2 separate regions of the Mus musculus genome follow, and region 1 is linked to region 2. Evidence: chromatin contacts called from public HiChIP or PLAC-seq data. All regions are on one chromosome and are shown on one strand. The core of a region is the stretch at or near the end of the contact, and the rest is flanking DNA. Distances in the headings are between cores, read along the strand shown. Region 1 overlaps Gm41577 (a long non-coding RNA gene). Region 2 holds the start of Pou5f1 (POU domain, class 5, transcription factor 1).

Region 1 (4,768 bases), core at 447-2,946, 88 kb after region 2:
GTGTGTTCTTTATTTTTTCCTCTCTGGAGCCGCAGCGACTTCTACAGACACCACACAGACAGAGCAGCGCCCCGCCATCACAGAGAGTGTAAGGGAGATTGGGAAAAGATGTTTTTCAGGCAGGCACAATGCCACCTCACACAGAATTCAGCCTCTTCAAGTATGAAAGAGAGGCCGGGACTCAACTCTCTCGTTTGCTTTGCCCTCATCGATAGTCCTTAAAAGCCCCGTAATATGAGCATTTTCCTGTTCCCACTGAGAAATGCAAAACCCGAGCGAAGCTAATAGGAGTCCTTGCATTTGCCCTTATAGGACTCACAATTTAAATAGTGATGCCAGCAAGGTAGCGCGGTAGGTAAAGGTGCCAAACCTGATGAGCTGAGATTCATTCTGGAGCCCACGGGGTAGAGAGAGAACCACCCCACAGACTGTCCTCTGAACTCCACATAGTCACTGCGTGCACACAAAGTTAAAGATTTTATTAACTTTAAAAGATTTATGATTTTTTTTTTTTTTTTTTTTTTTTTGGTTTTTCGAGACAGGGTTTCTCTGTATAGCCCTGGCTGTCTTGGAACTCACTTTGTAGACCAGGCTGGCCTCGAACTCAGAAATCCACCTGCCTCTGCCTCCCAAGTGCTGGGATTAAAGGCGTGCGCCACCACGCCCGGCCCTAAGATTTACGATTTTATGTGCATGAGTGCTTCACTTACATGTATGTCTATGTACCACCTGTGTGTCCAGTGCCTGCAGAGGCAGGGCTGGAGTTATAGACAACTGTGAGCTATCACCTAGTTGCTGGGAACATAGTCTGGGTCCTTTGCAAGGGCAACAAGTGTTGAGCCATCTCGCTAGCCTCCACATAAATTTTAAAGTATGATAGGAGGAAGGAGGAAAAGAGAGAGAGAAAAAAATAGATTAGTGGGTGCGAAGTTACAGTTAGGAAAAAGAAACCCTTTGAACTATTACACAGTAAGGTGAATATATGTGTGTGTGTGTGTGTGTATTTGTGTATATACTATATATTTATATATTGTATACATTGTATATATAGTATATACATTGTATATAGATTATATGTTGTACATATACAATATAATGTATATTCATATACAAATATACACATGTATACATATATAAGACATCATTGTTCTCTCTAATATAGATATTTATATTGATTATAAATATAAAATATATATTTATACATGTATTGTATATATTTTTAAAATTTATTGTGTATGACTATTTCACTGGCTTTATGTATGTGCAGCATGTGTATGCATTGCTCATGGAAGTCAGAATAGAGTGCTGTATCCTCTGAAACTGGCGTTAAAGATGGTCGTTGCAGATTATTGGATTATGGTTCATAGAAAACCTAATTGTTAGTAAAATATACAAGCTTAGAAAGATCCTGAATTTCTGAGTTCGAGGGCAGCCTGGTCTACTGAGTGAGTTCCAGGACAGCCAGGGCTACACAGAGAAACCCTGTCTCGAAAAAAACAAAAAAAGAAAGAAAAGAAAAGAAAAGAAAAGAAAGGAAAGGAAAGGAAAGGAAAGGAAAGGAAAGGAAAGGAAAGGAAAGGAAAGGAAAGGAAAGGAAAGATCCTGAAGTTTGGGTGTGCCTCTAAAGGCTTGATAAATAAGAATCGAAAGTTCCTGTCTATTTTAAGGCAAATTGCTTGGGAGTGGTCTTGTGGTTACTAGGGTGAAATGGTTCAGCCTCTATAGACTTGGATTGGAGCCCCACCCCATGACGGTGACATGGTCAAGTGTGTAGGGGAGGAGCTAGAGATTTCTTTATAGCAGCTGGACTTTTGAGGGCGCTCTTCTGGGGCACTCTCTTTGGGGTCTCTTGTGTTTGGCTTAGAAGAGCTTCATGGAGGAAGCCTCAGGTTAGCGATAGGGATTCTCCAGGTTAGCGATAGGGATTTTCTCGCTGGGCTTGCAGAGAAGCAGCTGGCAGGACACAGATAAAACAGGATTTGAGGGAAGAGACCTAAGGAGCCCTTGTGAATTTGGAGGAGCTCAAAATAAAGATAGATTAGTGTGGTGTGGTAGGATAAAAAGAGATTTCTAAAGAGCTAGCAGTTTAGTTGTAGAATCAGGCTTGTAAAGAGATTATTTTGTAAATAGTTTTAAAAAAAGGTTGCCTTGGTAAGCTAGCAGGTTTTTACCATAGCTCCTGCCCCACATGCTTTTATTGGTATAAATATTAGTTCATTTTAAAAGGATAAAATTCTAGCCACCAGGTATGCGCCAGGAATGGAACCCGGATCCTCTGCAAGAGACTTCAGTCCTGGATTCACAGAGGTGAAGGTGTTCTTGTAGTCAGAGGTCGTCCCTAACTTATGCTTCCTCCTCTTGTGGGATGGCTCAGATTAGACCCATCTCCTGAAATCAGGGCCGCTCTTTGTTGTAGAGCAACGTCCCCAGAACAAACCAGCAACCATCTTCAACCAATCAACACACCCTACTGGTGGGTCTCTGTGAGTTCGAGGCCAGCCTGGTTTACAGAGCTAGTTCTAAGCACAGCCAGGGCTGCACAGAGAAACCCTGTCTCAAAAAACAAAATAAAAATTTAACGTTTTGGGATATAGGGGTGTAGTTGTACCTCTTATTTTCCATACCGTGCACCTTTGTTTTGTGTTGTCTATGAAAGATGAGGAGGGCCTGGTGTTTGGGAGCCATCCATGCCCTGCATTAGTTCTGGTTTGGAGGCTGAGGAGCTGGAGAAAGTGACCATCCCGCACTGGGAGGGTCAGCACCTCAGGATCCAGGAGGAGACATCACACATCCTTGAGGAAGTTTCTAGGTTTGGTTAAAATAGAAGTGGAAAGACCCACCTTAAATGCGGGTGGTATGATCCCGAGAGCAGAGATCCTGAAGTGAATAAAGAAGGGAAATGGAGGGCTGGAGGGGCAGGCTCAGCGGTTATAAGCACTTGCTGCTCTTGTAGAGGACTTGGGTCTGTTCCTAGCACCCACATGGTGGCTCACGGTCATCCATAACTCCAGTTCCAGGAGATCTGATACCCTCTTCTAGACTCCGAGGGTACTAGGTAGACAGCACACGCGTGAACACACACACACACACACACACACACACAGAGAGAGAGAGAAAGAGAGAGAGAGAGAGAGAGAGAGAGCAAGCGAGAGTAACTGCATTCATCTTTTATTCATCTTTTCCCTCTGTTTCCAGATATTGGATACAATGCGACTACCGATCTCTTCAGGTTCCTGCTGCCAGCCTCCCCCACCGTGATGGACTATACCCTAGCATTCCAGTCAAAATAAAGCCAACTTGCCCAAGTTCTCTTTGTCAGGTGTTTTGTGGTAGCAGGAAGAAAGGTCACAAATGCACCCTCTACTAGAACTTTTGTGGGTGCTGGGGATTTCACCCAAGGCTTCCTTAGTGCCAAGTAGGAGCTCTACCACTGAGCTGTGCTCCCCGCCTCTGCCGGTAAGTGCTGCACATGACCAATGCATGAATCAAGTATCTGTGGCCACTTCCCTCCCGAATTCCTTCCGAATGTTTCAAGGTGTCACTACCTGAGCATTCTAACTGTGTGCTCATCACCCTCGGTTTTACTCACGTGTGTAAATGTTTCGGGGGCTGTGGCTTTGCCTCTCGGGGCAGAGGTCAGTGTATAATGGCCTCAGTCATCAATTAAAGAGGCTTTACCGACCCGAACAGGCTGGCTCGGCTCACAAGCTGCCACTTTTAAAAAATCGCAGTGAGCAGCTGCTTCTTAGGTCCAGACCACAAGATGAGCAGCCATTCCTCCTCGAGGAGCCCAGAACACGGCGAGGCTTGATCTTTGGAAGAGAGGCAGGAAAGGAAGACACCGTGTCAAGTCTTAGAGAAACACAGAGGCCTAGGTCATACTTTATTTTTTAAAAAATTATATATGTATATATGTGTGTGTGTGTAAATATAATATAAATTTAAATATAATATACATGTAAATATATAAATATATATTTATGCGCATTTGCCTGAGTGTATGTGTGTGTACCACATGTATACAAGCGCCCATAAACTCGATGAAGGTGTCAGAGCCCCTGAAGGTAGAGTTTCAAGTGGTTATGGGTGACATAGGTGCTGGGAACCAAACCCAGGTCCTCTGCAAAAGCAACAAATGCTCTCAAGTGCTGAGCCATCTCTCTCTCCTTTGTTTCTTGAGGCGGTGTCTCACATAGCCCAGGCTAGCCTCACACTCTCCTTGTAGCTGAGAATGACCGTGAACTTCTGACCCTCCTGCTTCTACCTTCTAGATGGTGAGATCACAGTACCCATCACCGTCCCTACTTTATACAGTGCTGGTGACCAAACTCAGGGCTTCTTGTATGTGACGTAAGCTCTCGACTGAATTACATCTTCCTAACTCTGTAGTTTATACTTGCCTCAGACTCACAATCCTCCTGCCTCAGCCCTGAAGTGCTAGGATTACTGTGTTCAGCACACCTAACTTGTGTTTGTATTTTTTAAAAAAGATTTATTTATCTTATTTTCTGTGTGTGAATACACTATAACTGTCTTCAGACACACAAGAAAAGGGTATCGGGTCCCATTACAGATGGTTGTGAGCCATTACAATGTGGTTGCTGGGATTTGAACTCAGGACCTCTGCAAGAGCAGTCAGTGCTCCCAACACTGAGCCATCTCTTCAGCCCTTTTGTTTGTATTTTTGTGTTTTCTTTCTGACTGCCACTTCCCCTTTTCTGTGCTCTCTCCCCTTCCCCCTTTGCCCTTTCTGCCTTCTCTTCAGCCT
Region 2 (4,549 bases), core at 840-3,339:
GCTGTCTAGGCCTTAGAGGCTGGCCCTGGGAGGAACTGGGTGTGGGGAGGTTGTAGCCCGACCCTGCCCCTCCCCCCAGGGAGGTTGAGAGTTCTGGGCAGACGGCAGATGCATAACAAAGGTGCATGATAGCTCTGCCCTGGGGGCAGAGAAGATGGTTGGGGAGGGGTCCCTCTCGTCCTAGCCCTTCCTTAATCTGCTATTGAGGAAGCTTTGTGAACTTGGCGGCTTCCAAGTCGCTGCCTTTATTTAGGTCTTCCAACTAACCTATGGCACTGTTCCACAATGAATGTATAGAAATTGGGAGGTGAGCATGACAGAGTGGAGGAAACGGAAGATTCATGGAGAGGGCCAGAGAGATGGCCCCTCAGCCACCCTGGGGGATGACTTGGACCCATGTGGTAGAAGGAGGGGACTTCCACACATGTGCTATGTGTAGCTGTGTGTAGGTACATACACACCCTTAAAATAAAACGCAATTTTTTTTTCAAAGTCTCAGGGTGAATTTGGTGAAGTCGATGAAGCTGAGGCAGGAGAATTATCAGGAGTTCAAGGGCAGCTTGTTTTATAGAGAAAGGTTCCATCTCTACCTGATGAAGACTACCATCAAGAGACACCCCCGCCCCCCAGGGCACCTAGAGCCACTGACCCTAGCCAACAGCTCAGGCGGGCTGGGCCCAGGCTCAGAACTCTGTCCTGGCTATGTACACTGTGGGGTGCTCTGGGCTTTTTGAGGCTGTGTGATTCACCCTGGGGCCTTCGTTCAGAGCATGGTGTAGGAGCAGACAGACAAACACCATCCCTTGCAGACAGGCACTCTGAGGGCTATTCTCTTGCAAAGATAACTAAGCACCAGGCCAGTAATGGGATCCTCAGACTGGGCCCAGAAAACCACTCTAGGGAAGTTCAGGGTAGGCTCTCTGCACCCCCTCCTCCTAATCCCGTCTCCTTAGTGTCTTTCCGCCAGCACAGGAATGGGGGAGGGGTGGGTGACGAGGATGAACACCGGAGTCCCTGGAGGAAGGGAAGCAGGGTATCTCCATCTGAGGCTCTGTCTTTGAGGAGAGGTGGAGAGCTGGGGAAGTCTTGTGTGAGGGGATTGGGGCTCAGGAGGGGGTTGGGGAGCAGGAAGTTGTCCCCAGGGGAGCCATCCTGGCCCATTCAAGGGTTGAGTACTTGTTTAGGGTTAGAGCTGCCCCCTCTGGGGACCAGGATTGTCCAGCCAAGGCCATTGTCCTGCCCCCTTCCCCCAGTCCCTCCCAGGCCCCTTTGAACCTGAAGTCAGATATTTCTTCTCTCTACCCACCTCCCACCCGTTGGGTTTCTCCACCCAGGAACTAGGCTGGAAGCCTGGGATGAGGAGGTGGGGGGAGGGAGAACTGAGAATCTTGAGGAAAGAGGCCCCGGCCTTAACTGTGAGGGGATGGAGCCTGGGTGCAGGTCTTATGGGGGTTGGGGGGTGGTTAGTGTCTAATCTACCAACCTGGACAACACAAGATGGAATACTGTGCTCTGAAAACGCAGAGCCAGCACTTCTCTGGGGTCTCTGGGGACATATCTGGTTGGGGCTCGGGGTCCCATGGTGTAGAGCCTCTAAACTCTGGAGGACTGGAGGTGCAATGGCTGTCTTGTCCTGGCCTTGGACATGGGCTGAAATACTGGGTTCACCCATATCTAGGACTCTAGACGGGTGGGTAAGCAAGAACTGAGGAGTGGCCCCAGAAATAATTGGCACACGAACATTCAATGGATGTTTTAGGCTCTCCAGAGGATGGCTGAGTGGGCTGTAAGGACAGGCCGAGAGGGTGCAGTGCCAACAGGCTTTGTGGTGCGATGGGGCATCCGAGCAACTGGTTTGTGAGGTGTCCGGTGACCCAAGGCAGGGGTGAGAGGACCTTGAAGGTTGAAAATGAAGGCCTCCTGGGGTCCCGTCCTAAGGGTTGTCCTGTCCAGACGTCCCCAACCTCCGTCTGGAAGACACAGGCAGATAGCGCTCGCCTCAGTTTCTCCCACCCCCACAGCTCTGCTCCTCCACCCACCCAGGGGGCGGGGCCAGAGGTCAAGGCTAGAGGGTGGGATTGGGGAGGGAGAGGTGAAACCGTCCCTAGGTGAGCCGTCTTTCCACCAGGCCCCCGGCTCGGGGTGCCCACCTTCCCCATGGCTGGACACCTGGCTTCAGACTTCGCCTTCTCACCCCCACCAGGTGGGGGTGATGGGTCAGCAGGGCTGGAGCCGGGCTGGGTGGATCCTCGAACCTGGCTAAGCTTCCAAGGGCCTCCAGGTGGGCCTGGAATCGGACCAGGCTCAGAGGTATTGGGGATCTCCCCATGTCCGCCCGCATACGAGTTCTGCGGAGGGATGGCATACTGTGGACCTCAGGTTGGACTGGGCCTAGTCCCCCAAGTTGGCGTGGAGACTTTGCAGCCTGAGGGCCAGGCAGGAGCACGAGTGGAAAGCAACTCAGAGGGAACCTCCTCTGAGCCCTGTGCCGACCGCCCCAATGCCGTGAAGTTGGAGAAGGTGGAACCAACTCCCGAGGAGGTAAGTGAAGGGACTTGGCTGGGCTGGCAGAGGCAGCAGTGAAGGGAATTGGGAACATGTAGGGTAGCCACCCTGCCTGCCAAAGGTGGTGATGGCTGCCGGGCCTCCTGAGAAGCACGACGCAGTGTGGACTAGAACCCAGAATTGCAAGAATCAGAAACCGGCCTGGATTGTTTCGGCCTGGCCCTTGTCATGTAGGTCACCTAGGCCTGGCCTGTGTCCCGACACTTGCTTCATGCCATCACTGTCTGTACACCAGTGATGCGTGAAAATCAGCCCCCCCCCAAAAAAAAAAACATATCAGCCCCTCTGGGGACTTGGATCACAGTCGGACCCAGGAACTTGGCCTTAAGGTTAGGCATGGCTGGGGGGGTAAAAAATGGTGCTTATCCTGGAGTTATTGTTACTGAAGAGGTTGGGTGTGACTGGCTGCTGATAGGAGCTCTTGTTTGGGCCATGTGTGGAGTAGGGCTCACCTTCAGTCAAGTTTACGGCCTGTCTACTTTAGCCTCAGACTCCATGAGTCACCTTTACACGAGCAGACCCTTGTAGTGCCTGAGGTGCAGATCTGATCGATTTCAGCCTTTCTACCTTTCCTTGTAAACAAGAAAGGGACACCCTTGGGTAGGGGAGTTTTATCTCCAGGCCATCTTAAGATCATTCTGTGAGTGCACGGGCCTTGCTTAGTGTCTGATGGCCTACAGCCAGCACTCTGGAGCAAGTGTAAGCAATTAGCCTTAAGAACAAGGTGCGAGTGGATACCGATGCCCGCCGGGAGTTCCGACAGCTTAGCGATTGTTGTAGCAGGAGTCCCCTCCCTAAGTGCCAGTTTCTGTGTTATCTCAGGTCCTGTATGCCGCCGGGAGTCCCCTAGGAAGGCATTAATAGTTTATCTCACATCTTAAATGGCCCTTAATGAAGCAAGAGATTTGAACCTTAGTTAAGCTAATCCCAAATCCTCAAAATAGGATTTAGAAAAGCCAAAGACACTGCTGAGGGCGATTACAAGTTTTGGTCTTTTGAGGAGCAGTTGGAGATGAAAGTCTGTCTGAAGCCGAGAGAATCCTTTTCCATTGAAATGGCATTGAGGTGTGCCTCACTGGCTGCTGCTTCTGTCTGTGCCCTGGGTTGGCCAGCCTTTGTGGAGCACCTCAGCCCTCCATCCTGGACCTTTGCTCCAACAACCTGCTCCTCTTCCGCCCTCAAGGCTGACTTGCATCTCCCCAGATGACTGCCTCCATTTCTGTCTTCTGTTAGAGACAGAAAAGCCTGAGAAACCGACAGCCATTTTGGGGGGGGGGGGTCCGGTTCACACGCTGCAACTTAGAAAGCACACTCAACTGGCCATCTGTTATACCCTCCCCACCTGGTCCCAACCATCACTGTGTACTACTGAGAAGAAGGCAGCCTTAGCCACACCCTCGAGTGCCCCTGCCGTTCTATTGCTCATACATCGATTGATATCCCTGTTTCAACTTTGAAAAAAAAAAATTTTTTTTTTTTTGTGGTGTGTGCATGCCTGCTACTGTACACCTGTGGGCGTCAGAGGTGGTCCTCTGCACCCTCCGGCCAGTACCGCATCCAGGGTGAGTCAGATGATTTCCTGTGGTTTGGGCCTCAAGGCTTCTCACCTCCAGAGGCTTCTAGCCTGCTGCCTTGCTTTCTCTGTCGCACTCTAGTACAGCAGGAGTTTTCTTCGCACTCCGGAGTGTTGTCAGCTCCTGGGGCATGGACATTTGGCTACTTAGAGTGTGCTGTGTAGGTTTTCATTTAGAGCTGAACAGAGGGATGGATCTTATTACCCCAGCCCTTGAGACACTGAGGCAGGAGAGCTTCCTAGTGAGTCCCTGTTTCAATATCTTCACTAATACTGTGTCATACTTTGGGACTTTCTTTCTTCCTTTCTTTCTTTTGATTTTTTTTTTTTTTATATGAGTACAGTGTACCTGTCTTCAGACACACACCAGAAGAGGGCATCAGATCCTACTACAGAAGGTTGTGAGCCACC

Evidence for each region. HiChIP or PLAC-seq counts read pairs in DNA pulled down with a chosen protein or histone mark.
Region 1: a contact with region 2 is called in an H3K27ac HiChIP or PLAC-seq map of embryonic stem cells, with 12 read pairs. The contact joins the enhancer-like site here to the promoter of Pou5f1 in region 2. A contact is called at or near these places in 6 of 39 promoter capture datasets (the HPC-7 cell line, cranial neural crest, frontonasal cranial neural crest and 3 more), 1 of 15 datasets of contacts at CTCF or cohesin (embryonic stem cells), 5 of 484 Hi-C or Micro-C datasets (the N1E-115 cell line, cerebellar granule neurons, cortical neurons and 1 more), 6 of 115 datasets of contacts at active chromatin or transcription factors (embryonic stem cells, memory CD8 T cells and pancreatic cancer cells) and 3 of 9 other capture datasets (adipose tissue, liver and pancreatic islet).

The regions. Positions count from the first base shown.
Region 1 is chr17:35,592,270-35,597,037 of GRCm38.p6, forward strand. Gm41577 (a long non-coding RNA gene) reads left to right here. Exons shown (of 3, transcript XR_876776.1): 3 at 3,196-3,305. Among named protein-coding and RNA genes, the nearest start is that of Gm41577, 6.1 kb to the left of the region's middle. Within about 2 kb of position 1,697, at least 8 of the 459 cell types and tissues checked have an H3K27ac peak or open chromatin away from gene starts, as enhancers often do. A contact at or near this core is called in embryonic stem cells, where this site is marked.
Region 2 is chr17:35,503,943-35,508,491 of GRCm38.p6, forward strand. Pou5f1 (POU domain, class 5, transcription factor 1) reads left to right here and starts at 2,090. Exons shown (of 5, transcript NM_013633.3): 1 at 2,090-2,541. The coding sequence starts at 2,158. Gm32362 (a long non-coding RNA gene) reads right to left here and starts at 1,795. Exons shown (of 3, transcript XR_385564.3): 1 at 1,484-1,795. RefSeq lists promoters at 1-2,160, 209-2,109, 1,867-2,136 and enhancers at 1-872, 37-145, 867-1,875, 957-1,199.